Linked DNA regions of Mus musculus: region 1 is linked to region 2. A link is a contact called in public promoter capture Hi-C data. All regions are on one chromosome and are shown on one strand. Each heading gives the region's core, a stretch centred on a gene start, on an enhancer-like site or on the middle of the called end of the contact. The rest is flanking DNA. Distances are from core to core; before and after follow the strand shown. Region 1 holds the start of Cse1l (chromosome segregation 1-like (S. cerevisiae)). Region 2 holds the start of Stk4 (serine/threonine kinase 4).

Region 1 (6,104 bases), core at 1,621-4,120, 2.8 Mb before region 2:
ACACTCACACATAGAACATTAACACCTTTTCAAAGTCCTGAGTAGCGGAAAGCCTAGCCTCTTCCTATGGGCCCTCAGATGAAAATGAAGGTTTTGGGAACAAATACTTTTCCCCAAACATCTCACAAACGCCCATGATAAAATGTCCAAGACTCTTGTCTTTTTGTCAACCTCACTAAGAGAAGCATTTCTGAGGCCTTCCTTGCATCTGGGAAGAGGGAAAGGAACTCAATAAATGAAAATTAACAATACATCAAGAGATTAACTTAACATCTGTTCCCACCTTAAAAGTTTTTTACAAATTTATGTGTATCTGTATATGTTTCTGCCTGTATGTATACCTAAGAGTCGATGGAAGCTAGGGGCCATCAGATTCTCTGGAGCTAGAGGTATAGGCAATTCTGGCCCACCTGTAGGTACTGGAAACCACCCTTGGGTCCTCTGCAAGACCAATACATGCTCTTGACTACCGAGCCACCTCTCCTGTTCCCCGAGATTTTACTATAGGCATTTATTATATGCACATGTGCCACAGCATATGTGTGAAAGTCAGAAGACAACGTGCAGGAGTCAGCTCGCCCCTTCCAGCACTGGGGTCCCAGGGAACCCAGTTGTCAGGCCAGGGAGGGGTCACTTAGGGTTACTTTCCATCCATCCATCTTGCTCACCCTACCCTTGGCTTTTTTAAAAGAACAGTTACTGGGGCTGGTGAGATGGCTCAGTGGGTAAGAGCACCCGACTGTTCTTCCGAAGGTCCAGAGTTCAAATCCCAGCAACCACATGGTGGCTCACAACCATCCGTAACAAGATCTGACTCCCTCTTCTGGTGTGTCTGAAGACAGCTACAGTGTAGTTACATATAATAATAAAATAAATCAAAAAAAAAAAAAAAAAAAAAAAAAAAGGGGGGAGTTATATCCCCCATACACCACAAAAAAAAAAAAAAAAAAAAAAAAAAAAAAAAGAACAGTTACTAAGCACACTTCAAGACAACAGGAGTCTGGGCAGTAACCTGAGTCCCTACATCATTTCTCTGCTTCCACTCTGTATCAAACCCAAACTTACACGGCCACAAAGTCCTGCACCAGCTCTTCTTCCCACCACTTGACTTGGATTTTCCTAAGACGCCCCGAATTCCAAGTGAGTTTCTGTCCTTGAGTTTTTGTTTCTTGTTCACCTCACCTTTCCCTGGTTAGTCTCTGCTCAAACGCCACCTCTTCACCTGTCACCTCTGTCACGACCTGAAATACCTGAACTCACTCACGGACTCCTCCAATTAGAACGTGAGCTCCCTAAAGAGAGACACCTTGTCCACTTGTGATTCTTCACTATATTCCCAGGGTTTCATAGAATGAGATATTAAACAAATAAGGCAATAAATCAATTCCACAGTTAAAAGCACTGCTCTCTCAACCAATTCCTGTCTAGAGACTGGCTTCCCAAAGCCCAACTAGAACACCAAACAGCCAGAGGGGAGAAAATTCCTTTGCACAAATGGAAAAGTGAAGAAGAGTTGAGTGTGGTAGCCTACACTTGTAGAAAGATAACGCTCTAAGTCTAGCCTGGGCTATGAAAGACCCTTTATCCAAAATAAATAGATAGACAGACAGACAGATACCTTCCATGTCTTCATAAAATAACAGAGCATTCACCATGTGGCTCTCATACATGGGACCCAGCAATAAAAAGTTATCCTTAAAGATAACTCAGAGCAGATGAGAACCGTGAGAAACAAGCAGTAGTTACTACATATAAGGTCAATGCTACAGGACACATAAACGTGGGTGATGTGGCCATCGCAGTGAGAACTGAGAACTCCTCCCTAAGAAGGGAACTTGAAAGGCAGGGAGGGAGGCAGCCCCGCCAAGATCTGAGGTCAGCTGCTTCTAACATCACGAAAGCTGGGGACTTAGCATACAGGACGGGACTATGAATACTTAAAAGAGCCGGTCATGGAGGCGACAGTGCTTATGGAGAGACGAATGGCCATGGTCAGCAGTTCAGGCGAGCCCTCTGGGAAACACAGCCTGCAGTCAGCGGAACCTTCAAGCCACTTAACCGAATATGCAAGTGAAGAATCGTAAGTTTGAGGAGAGGGTAAAAATGCCATTTCAGTGGAAGAGATTGTTCAACACGTGAGGGAGCACGGTTTCCACGCCCAGCATCACCTAATTATTTAAAAACTAGGAAATTCGTAGAGAGGCAAGGACTAGCTCTGAATTACACTCCTAGGGAAAGACGGAGTGTGCGTGGGGACAGATTATCTAACTGGAAAGCCGGCGAGCCCCAGGCAGGGGAACACCATTCGCCTGTAGGTTCCTTAGGTCCTAGGGACACGAACGTCACAGCCAGCTGAAACCCGAGGGCCAAGTCCACTCTGGCGGAGGCCAAAGCCCCGCGAAGTCAGAGTGGGCGATCTCCGGCCTCTTTTAGAACCAGGGACCCAGACCGGCTCGGCCAGGTCAGGCCTCGGCGCGGAACAGCGCTCACGCTGCGGGCCCCGGCGCGCCGAGAACGGACGCGCGGGCTTGACCAATCCGCGGACGCCTACGCGGCGGCGCGACCAATCCCAGCAACGCTGGAAGGGAAGGGGCGGGAGCTCGAGAAGCTCGCGTGAGGCCGAGCCCCAAGCTGCCCCAGCTTCCCGGAGCGGTCAGGCCCGACCCAGAGGCGGCGTGCGGGGAAGACCAGGCGCGCGTCCTCGGGCTGAGGCCCAGATCCACCTCCCAGCGATCGGCCCCTCCCTCAGCCGCGTCCCCGCGGCCACCCTGCTCGCTCCATGCCTCACCTCGTGGGGACGCCGAGACCGAGGAGGGAATCCCAAGCGAGAGCTGCAGCCGACACTACCCCACTCCAGCCGCTGCTCCGCCTCACATTCAAACCCTGGCAAAATGGCGCGGCGGCTAAGGTGGCGGCCACTGCGCATGTGCGAGTGAGACCGGGACGCGGGGTGGAGCCAGGAATGCTTTGGCCCCACCCCGGCTGCGAGGGCCAATCGGAACCATTGCTCGGGTCTGCGGTGACGTCACAAGAGACCGTGCCTTTTGACGCAGGCTTCTGTTTTGGGTTTCTTTCCTCAGACCCTAGCAGGTTCTGCGAGTGGCTCCTAGTGGCTTCTAACTGTTGGATGGAACGTGCTCGTTCACGCCTGAGCGAAGGGACAGAGCAGAGCGTCTGTTCTAGGACAAATAGAATAAACGAATGAGTAAGAATTTCAAGCTAGGGGATAGCACGCTTGGTTAAGCAAGTGATAGCTGCGCAAGGAAGAAGACGGGAGTTCGAATCCCCAGCACCCACATAAAAGCCAGCCTGACTACAATTCCGTACCTGGGGAGGCAGACACAGGAAGATCGCTGGGGCTTACTGGCCGGCCTGTCTAGCTAATTGGTGAGCTTCTGTTTCCATAAGAGATCCAGCCTTGAAAACTAAGAGAGCAATGGATGAAGACACCCACATTCATTCACTCACACACACATGATTTCAGAAGCTGAAGGCGATGGCTCATGCTTGTTACCACTTGGCACTTGGGAGGCAGAAGCAAGACAATCGCCATTTATTTAAGCCCAGCATGGTCTACACAGAGGCCAGGCATAGCTACACAGTGAGATCCTTTCTCAAAAAAAAATTTTTTTTTTCAGACGACGATGTAGTTGGTGGCAACTTAAAGGTAACTGGGATGTTCATTTGACCCTTGAACAAGAGAAATCTTATCTTTTCAAAAGCCAGGAGACAGTTGTGTGACTGTACGCCTCGCAAGCAAAGAAAGGTGAAGGTCTAGAAGCAGGTTTTTGATCAAGACTGAAGCCTAGTGTTCTGTAGTAAGACCGGGCTGAAGAAGCCAGCTTAGCTTGCCTTCTCTGTTCCTCTCTGCTACAAGCTTACCCCACTTTACTGCACTGATATGTGTTCCTTCCTGTCTCTGGGTCCAGGAGTAGCTGGCTCACTTTGCGTTTTAGCCAGTAAAGGACAGGCTGCCTAGCTTGCCATGAATTCCAGGTCACAAACACTCATTTTCATAATCGATACTTCATGGGAACGCTTACCCTCAAAAGCATGCATTGTTTATGTAAGGTTCTCATTAAACTGTTTTTTTTTTTAAGATTTATTTATTTGTTATATGTAAGTACACTGTAGCTGTCTTCAGACACTCCAGAAGAGGGCATCAGATTTCATTACGGATGGTTGTGAGCCACCATGTGGTTGCTGGGATTTGAACTCAGGACCTTCAGAAGAGCAGCCGGTGCTCTTAACCACTGAGCCATCTCGCCAGCCCTAAACTGGGTTTTCTGTATCTTACCTGGTTGGCTTGACTTCATTCTATCATCCTGAGTTAATTTATGTAACAGGAGGGGTGCGTGGGTGCCATGGTAGCTGTGTGAGGTCAGGTCTCACCAGCTTGTGGGTCCCAGGGATTGAACCCTGGCCCTCAGTCTTGGCAGCAAGTGCTTCTACCCTCAGCCCTCCTCCTCATGCTGTCTGCAAGGCGTGTGAGTTTCTTGTGTTTCTTCTACACAAGAGCTTAAGTCTTACTGCTCTTCTTTATAGCCGTGCCTCCAACACTCAGCACACCCCAGCTGCTCAGTAAAGATGTTCTGGGGTTTTTTGTTTGATTGGTTTGGTTTGCTTATGACTTCTCGAGACAGGGTTTTTCTGTGTAGCTGTCGCTGTCCTGGAAGACAGAGCTGTAGACTAGGCTGGTCTCGAACTCACAGAGATCTGGTTGACTCCATCTCCCAAATGTTGGGATTAAAGATGTGCCACTGCCACCACCACCAGGCTCTGTTGCTAGGTAATTTTTTTTTAGATTTATTTATTTATTACGTATACAATATTCTGCCCGCATGTATGCCTGCATGCCTGAAGAGGGCACCAGATCTCATTGTGGATGGTTATGAGCCACCATGTGGTTGCTGGGAAATTGAACTCAGGACCTCTGGAAGAGCAGACAGTGCTCTTAACCTCTGAGCCACCTCTCTAGTCCAAATATATGTATATTTAATGTTAAGGTTTTTTTCTTTTCTGTGTGCCACATGCATGCAGTGCCCAAAGAGGCCAGAGGAGAGCGCTGTTTCCCACAGAGCTGGAGGTGACACATGGGAGCTGGAAACAGTACCTGGGTCCCCTGGAAGAGCAGCCAGTGCTTTCACCCATGGAGGAGCACCTCTCCTGCCCCTCCCTGTGTGTTGGGTATGCACATCCGTATAGGTGAAATGTCGTGTATAAGTACAAGCAAGGCACTGGATTTTTTTTGTTTGTTTGGTTTTTCAAGACAGGGTTTCTCTGTATAGCCCTGACTGTCCTGGAACTCACTTTGTAGACCAGGCTGGCCTCAAACTCAGAAATCCGCCTACCTCTGCCTCCTGAGTGCTGGGATTAAAGGCGTGTACCACCACCGGCTGGTAAGGCCCTGGATTTTGTTAGAAATAAGTTCAAAGTTCTAAAGAATGAGACCACTATTCCAGTTGAAATGTCTCAACAGGGCAAGACTTTACTTTGACCTAGACCCTGGACTAGAGCAGTGGTCCTCAGCCTTCCTAACACTGGGATCCTTTCATACTGTTCCTCATGTTGTGGGGACCCCCCCAACCATAAAATTATTTTTGTTGCTACTTCATAATTGTAATTTTGCTCCTATTATTAACATAATAATATAACGTAAGTAACTGTCTTCCAATGTTCTTAGGTGAGCCCCATGGTGAGAACATTTGTTCTAGATTCTAGAGTGCATTGCTCAGAAACATGGAAGAGCATTTTCTGATGTAGGCGACGATCGGTCAGGTCTTTCCTCCATTGGCTGGTGTCTGACCTCACACTTCTCCATTGGCTAGTTTCAAAAGAAAGTGAAGAACTGGGTGTGGTGGTACTCGCCTTTAATCCTTATCAAGGCCAGCCTGGTCTACAGAGAAAGTTCCAGGACAGTCAGGACTGCACAGAGAAACCCTGTCTCAACAAAACAGAACAAGAAAACAAAGGATATGATGGAGAGAAGAAGGGGTTGGGCTCTTAATATTTTTAAGTTCCAAGAGAGCAACAGGGCCTTTACATAAACAAAGGTTTTACAGGGTAAGGAGACTAAACCATTTATATAAAATCTTACAAGGTTG
Region 2 (5,875 bases), core at 2,755-5,254:
CTCCTCTTAAGCTTCAGGAGTGATATTTCTACCAACTCGAACTCTTAAAACCAACAGCTCATATGCTGGGAGTTTTTGGTAAAAGCCCCAATCATAGCTGTATAAACAATGCACAATGCCTCATTCGTGGAGAATAAACTCTTATAAACAGCTTATATAAAGGAAGATCTGATTCCCTTTCAAGTGTTGACTCTCATAGTTTTAACAAAAGCAAAAGTCGCTATTTCAGAGACCACAGAATAACAAAGGAAACTGCCAGGGCCCTAAGAGACAGTTGCAAGACTCGATAACGCTCAGACAAACTTTAAACAGCCTTCATGAGAGTTTTGTTTTGCACCTAGAGTTTTTAAAACACTTCAAACTTAAAGAAGCCATGCCAAATAAACAGGAGATGGTCAGAAAAATATTTGCTAAACAGATAAACCAATGTAAGGGCGGCAATCACATAACCTTGAATAGCAATCCCTGTGTTATCCTCCCTGTTATCCAAATAGAATTTCATTCTTTCTTTTTTGAGACAGGGTTTCTCTCTGTAGCACTGGCTGTCCTGGAACTCGGCTCTATAGGCAGGTTGGCTTCAAGCTCAGAGTTTCATCTGCTTCTGCCTTCCAGAAGAATGCTGGGATTAAAAGCATACACCACCTGGCTCATGAAAATAAAATCTCTTCTGAGATGCTAACTAGTAGGTTATCAAAAAATAAATTTCTATGGGACATTTGCTAAGTGACTGAGCCCTTAAGGACGAGGACTGTAGAACCCAAATAGTCTTGCCTTTAGTGAGCTGTGGTGACGAGGTTCGCACAGTGGTGACGTCCTATGCCAGTTTTCACTTGCTCATAATGAATATGCCTGACCAATGCAATTACACACACCAAATATTGGTGACGTTCTTCTTCTATGTCAGCGACATCCCAGGAATGGCCAGCATCCCAGGAATGCATCCTAAGCCTTCCACCACACCATTAGCCAACAGCAACTTACAGTTTAAAATCACTAACTCTTGCAAGACACCGATCCATCATTAGCCACTGAGTCACACACAGATGTCAAGCTCATGACTGCAGAAAGCATTTCCTGCACCTAGACTGCTGGGACGCACACCACCTGAACCTCTCAAGAAGACATCTGTATTTTTCCAAACACAAGGTGTTAGGAAATGATCTCTCAGATGATTAATTCTCAATCAACTATCCCATGTCAGAACTCTCAAAGGCTCAATGCATTTATGCATATTTATCTCTCTAACAGAATTTTACAGATTACAATGACTATAAAAGATAACTGAAGCTGGGCGTGGTGGCGCATGCCTTTAATCCCAGCACTCGGGAGGCAGAGACAGGTGGATTTCTGAGTTCAAGGCCAGCCTGGTCTACAAAGTGAGCTCCAGGACAGCCAGGGCTACACAGAGAAACCCTGTCTTGAAAAACCAGAAAAACCAAAACACCAAACAAACAAAGATAACTGAAACATTTTAATAGCAAAGTTGTCAAGACCAGCACCTGCTGCCTGTAATATGAGAACTCAGGGGGCTGAGACAGGCAGCCAGATGCTGTAGAGTTGTAGAGCGTTTGAGGACAGCCTGAGACACTGTGCAAGACCCTGTCTTGAAATAAACAAAAAGGGTAACTAAATTAACTGTGCCTTCTTCATGTGACTATTAAGATTCTAACTCAGAGAACCTCAGAATATGAGATTGCATCTGGAGATCAGAAACTTTGAAAGCGGAAGAGATAAGGGCACAGCCAGAGGAGAATGAAGACCACACGAAGAGGTGGGAGGAAAGGTGGTCATTTGTAAGCCAAAGACATCTGATTCCAAACTTCCAGCCTCCAGAATGGCAACTACATAAAAAATTAATTTCTGTTGCTTAAACCATCCAGGTGTGGTGCTTGTTATAGCAATCTGAACCACTTAATTCTGATAGTAAAATGCAGCAGTCCACTAGTTACAACGAATAAGGCAGCACCAATCCTCCAAGGACTCGGCCCTGCCACACTCTTCTCTCGCGCTTTACTACAGTTCTTACAATCCAAATGGTGGTCTGGCAGTGGTGGCGCACGCCTTTGATCCCAGCACTTGGGAGGCAGAGACAGGTGGATTTCTGAGTTCGAAGCCAGCCTGGTCTATAGAGTGAGTTCCAGGACAGCCAGGGCTATACAGAGAAACCCTGTCTCTGGAGGAGAGAGAGAGAGAGAGAGAGAGAGAGAGAGAGAGAGAGAGAGAGAGAGAACAAAACTATTAGTTAAATGAAGGTTTTGGGGGAAAGGAATGGAAGAATAACTGGCCTAGTGGTTACTGATTCCGTACATACAGGAACAATCTGCTAAGATGCGTATATACAAAGAAAGACCCAATGTAACAGGTAACTTCCAGAGAGACATCAGAGTAAAAAAGCTAAGCGCAAGGATTTTAAGACTAGATCACCAGATGTTAACACCCCAACTGTGCCTCTAACTATGGAGCAGCTAACAAGTGGCCTGCCTCTCTGTGCCCTGGCTTTATCCTCTTTACACTAAGGATACAGGGATATCCTCCTTATATGATAGTTGCGAAGGCTAGCTGCGCCAGTAAGGTGTACCATGTTTACAAGTTCAAAACACCAGCAATTTCCTATGGCTGAACAGGCAAGCTGGAAAGCAATGAAACAGTGCCTGCCGCCCTGCAGCATTCTCTGGCTGTAATTAATAAGTACTCCTTTGAGTGCCTCAGCACACCACACTAAGTCAAACCTGAGCCCATCTCAACAAGCTGTTTGTTTGATTCCATGTTTGTGTACTTCCAACAGACCCTGCCTCCCCTAAGAGTGCTGCCCAGGCTTTCACACACACACACACACACACACACACACACACACACACACACACCACCTCTCCGGTGCCCGGCACTCCCTTACTCTGAACACTTCCTATTTTAGTGCTCATTCTGCTGCAGGAAGTCAAATGTCTTCTCTGTGAAACCCAAGTTTTTAGCTGTGTCTGAGAGAAGCACGACTCCCTCAGGCTCTAGGCTTTTTTTCTCCAGGTGAGACGGGGAGTGGTCCAGCACAACAGCAGTCAGTTCATCTTGACCCAAAACAACTCTAGATACTTCTAGAATCTAGAGCCAAGAGAGTATCGAAACAGAATTTGAACAGGACAAAGTCTGGCTGAGCCTACTGTGTCTAAACTCTATTTATTGGACCTCAGATTACCCACTCCCGGGTTGGTGTTTGTTTGTTTGTTTGTTTGTTCTTTATCAACGTCCCAACTTTGGGTGTTGGAAGGCTGAGGACGATTTGAAAAAAAGTAGGCAGTCACTCATGAACTCAGTAATAAAAGCCATTACCGCCATCACTACTAATACATCATCCTACATGGGGCGGACACCCTGAAGCCCCTTGGAAACTCTAGCCCCCCATAACCCTTTCTCCATTACTAGAACCGTGAAACGTTGGTACTGACACAGTAAGGCAGTTAGGAGCAATGACTTGGGACAGAACCACCAGGACCCAAAATCCCCGCTCCACCCCTTACTTAGCCATGGGACCTCCAATCAATGTTTCTAACGACTTCTGCCTCGAAAGCGAAGCAACAGGGTTAAGTCCTCGCTCACCCGGCCTCAGCATTCGCCCCTACATCCTCGGGTCCCTTCTTGGGGCGCCTTCCCCGGCCTCTGCTGGGGTCTCCCCTAACTTGTCCGCACGTTGCCCAGAGAGTGCTCTCTCTAAGCAAAACCACTTCTGCCCGGGCCAGCGGACGCTCCCTCCTCTCTCGGCAGGTGCTACTGCAGCCCGGTCACCAGCCTCGCGGGTCCCTCTCCTCCCGGCCCGAGCTCGCACGCCGGGGTCTACCCTCAGCAAGCTCGCGCCTTCTCTCCTCACCCAACTCTCTTGCCTCTCAGCCTACGGCCCCTCACCTGCGCGGTGGGTTCCTCAGCTGCACGGTCTCCATGGCGCTGCCGGCAGCCGCCCAGACTGCCTCAATGCTCCATCCTCCCGGAGCCCGCCCCGCGAACCCTCCCACACTTCCGCTTTCCGCCCCTACCGGAAGCGAGAGGAGGCTGGGCGGAGCGGCGGGAGTCACGTGGCACAGTGGCGGGCGGATACAGAAGTCAGAAAGCCGAAGAGGTGCCTCTCGGGCGGCCTCTAGTGGCCCGAGTGTCAGCGACACCCTCTCCTTGACTTGCCTTTGGACTGAATACTTTCAAGCCTGACTCCTTGAGGGTTCTCCAGTTTCTCAGATGGGGAGGCTGTTAGCAAAGCACGGGCTTGATAAGTGAGTTCTTAAAATATATATATATAAATATATATATATATTTATATATATGTATATATATATTTATATATGTGTGTATATATATATTTATATATGTGTGTATATATATATTTATATATGTGTATATATATATATTTATATATATTTATATATATTTATATATATTTATATATATTTATATATATATTTTATATATGTGTGTGTGTGTATATATATATTTATATATATTTATATATATATATTATATATATATATATATATAGAGAGAGAGAGAGAGAGAGAGAGAGAAAGAAAAAGAAGTGAGTTCATATTAGGGCCAAGGGGAAAAGCCCCAAGCCCTCTGTAAACTAGGGCGCAGTCAAGAAACCATCAAAATCTCTGCTCCAAGACTGGAGAGGTTTTATTGTAGATGAGACCAAACAGCATCTGGAAGACTCCTGAGCAGAGAGAAAAAAACAGACTGGCCAAGGCCAGGGCTATATCTTCCGGGCAGAAAAAATTAGCGAAGAGGGAGAAGAGCCGGTCGGGACCTTGCTGTAGCGTAACTGCTGCGGAGGGGAGTGTGCAAGTTGTAATCTGGAACAGCCTGGGAGCATAGTGGAGGAGGTAAGGAGGGCCAGGCTGCTTTGCTACTCATAACAGATATATGTTACTAGGGACCAAGGACCCTGCAGGTTAGCTTGGCTTAAGTCTCCTTTACCAAAGGCAAGGACGATAAAGGAGTGACTCCTTTTGGTAGACAGAAACCAACAGGTTACAGAGGACTACTCGGGTCTGTCCACCAGCAATCCTTTTGTTTACACTTTCAATATTCAACACAAGCCTTCCCTTTTGGGGGAGGAATTGGGGGTTCGCTTTGGACCTGGCACACCCCCAAAAACGGAAAGATCCACTAATTTAGTCCAAAATGACAGTCTAGACTCAGCTCAAGCCGATAGGGTTATTGACAAAAATAAAGCTCAAGGGCTGGAGGGGTGGCTCAGTGGTTAAGAGCACTGACTGCTCTTGAAGAGGTTCTGAGTTCCATTCCCAGCAACCACATGGTGGCTCACAACCTGTAATGGGATCTGATGTCCTCTTCTGGCGTGTGACTGAAGACAGCTGCAGTGTACTCACATACATAAAATCAATAAATCTTTTTAAAAAAATAAAACTCACAGATTTCTGAAGTTCCGTCGCTGAGCCCTCACCGTTCTGTTTTTAGGGGCGTAGTGGGTATATTTTTAGTTTAGGGTTGTTTGTAGGGATTTGTTTGAAGCAGCATCTGTATATTCCCTGACTGGCCTGGAACATGCTATGTAGACCAGGCTGGCCTCAAATTCAGAAACCAACCTGCCTCTACCTCCTAAGTGCCGGGATTAAAGCGTCCACCACCAAGCCCAGCTCCAGTGTTATCCATGTGTATTCACTGTATTCATCTGTATCCATCTGTATTCACCCACTAAATAAGTTTTATGGTCCACAAGATGCCAGGCGCTTTCCAGCTTTCTGGAATCCTGATCCCGACATCTCAGGTTTCAGCTGATTCTCTGCCTCAGAGGCTCTCTGTGGCCTGCTCAGGTTTAACAGCCTCCACAGGGGTATTTCCTATTGTTTGCCTTCCCCAATCTCCAGGTTCTCCC

The links. Promoter capture Hi-C pulls out the DNA fragments that hold promoters and counts their contacts.
Region 1: a contact with region 2 is called in a promoter capture Hi-C map of pre-B cells, with 3 times the contacts expected there. The contact joins the promoter of Cse1l here to the promoter of Stk4 in region 2. A contact is called at or near these places in 2 of 39 promoter capture datasets (liver and pre-B cells).

The regions. Positions count from the first base shown.
Region 1 is chr2:166,902,862-166,908,965 of GRCm38.p6, reverse strand. It overlaps Cse1l (chromosome segregation 1-like (S. cerevisiae)), which reads right to left and starts at 2,870. Exons shown (of 25, transcript NM_023565.3): 1 at 2,789-2,870. It overlaps Gm31204 (a long non-coding RNA gene), which reads left to right and starts at 1,672. Exons shown (of 3, transcript XR_866966.3): 1 at 1,672-3,387.
Region 2 is chr2:164,072,267-164,078,141 of GRCm38.p6, reverse strand. Stk4 (serine/threonine kinase 4) reads right to left here and starts at 4,004. Exons shown (of 11, transcript NM_021420.4): 1 at 3,895-4,004. The coding sequence starts at 3,929.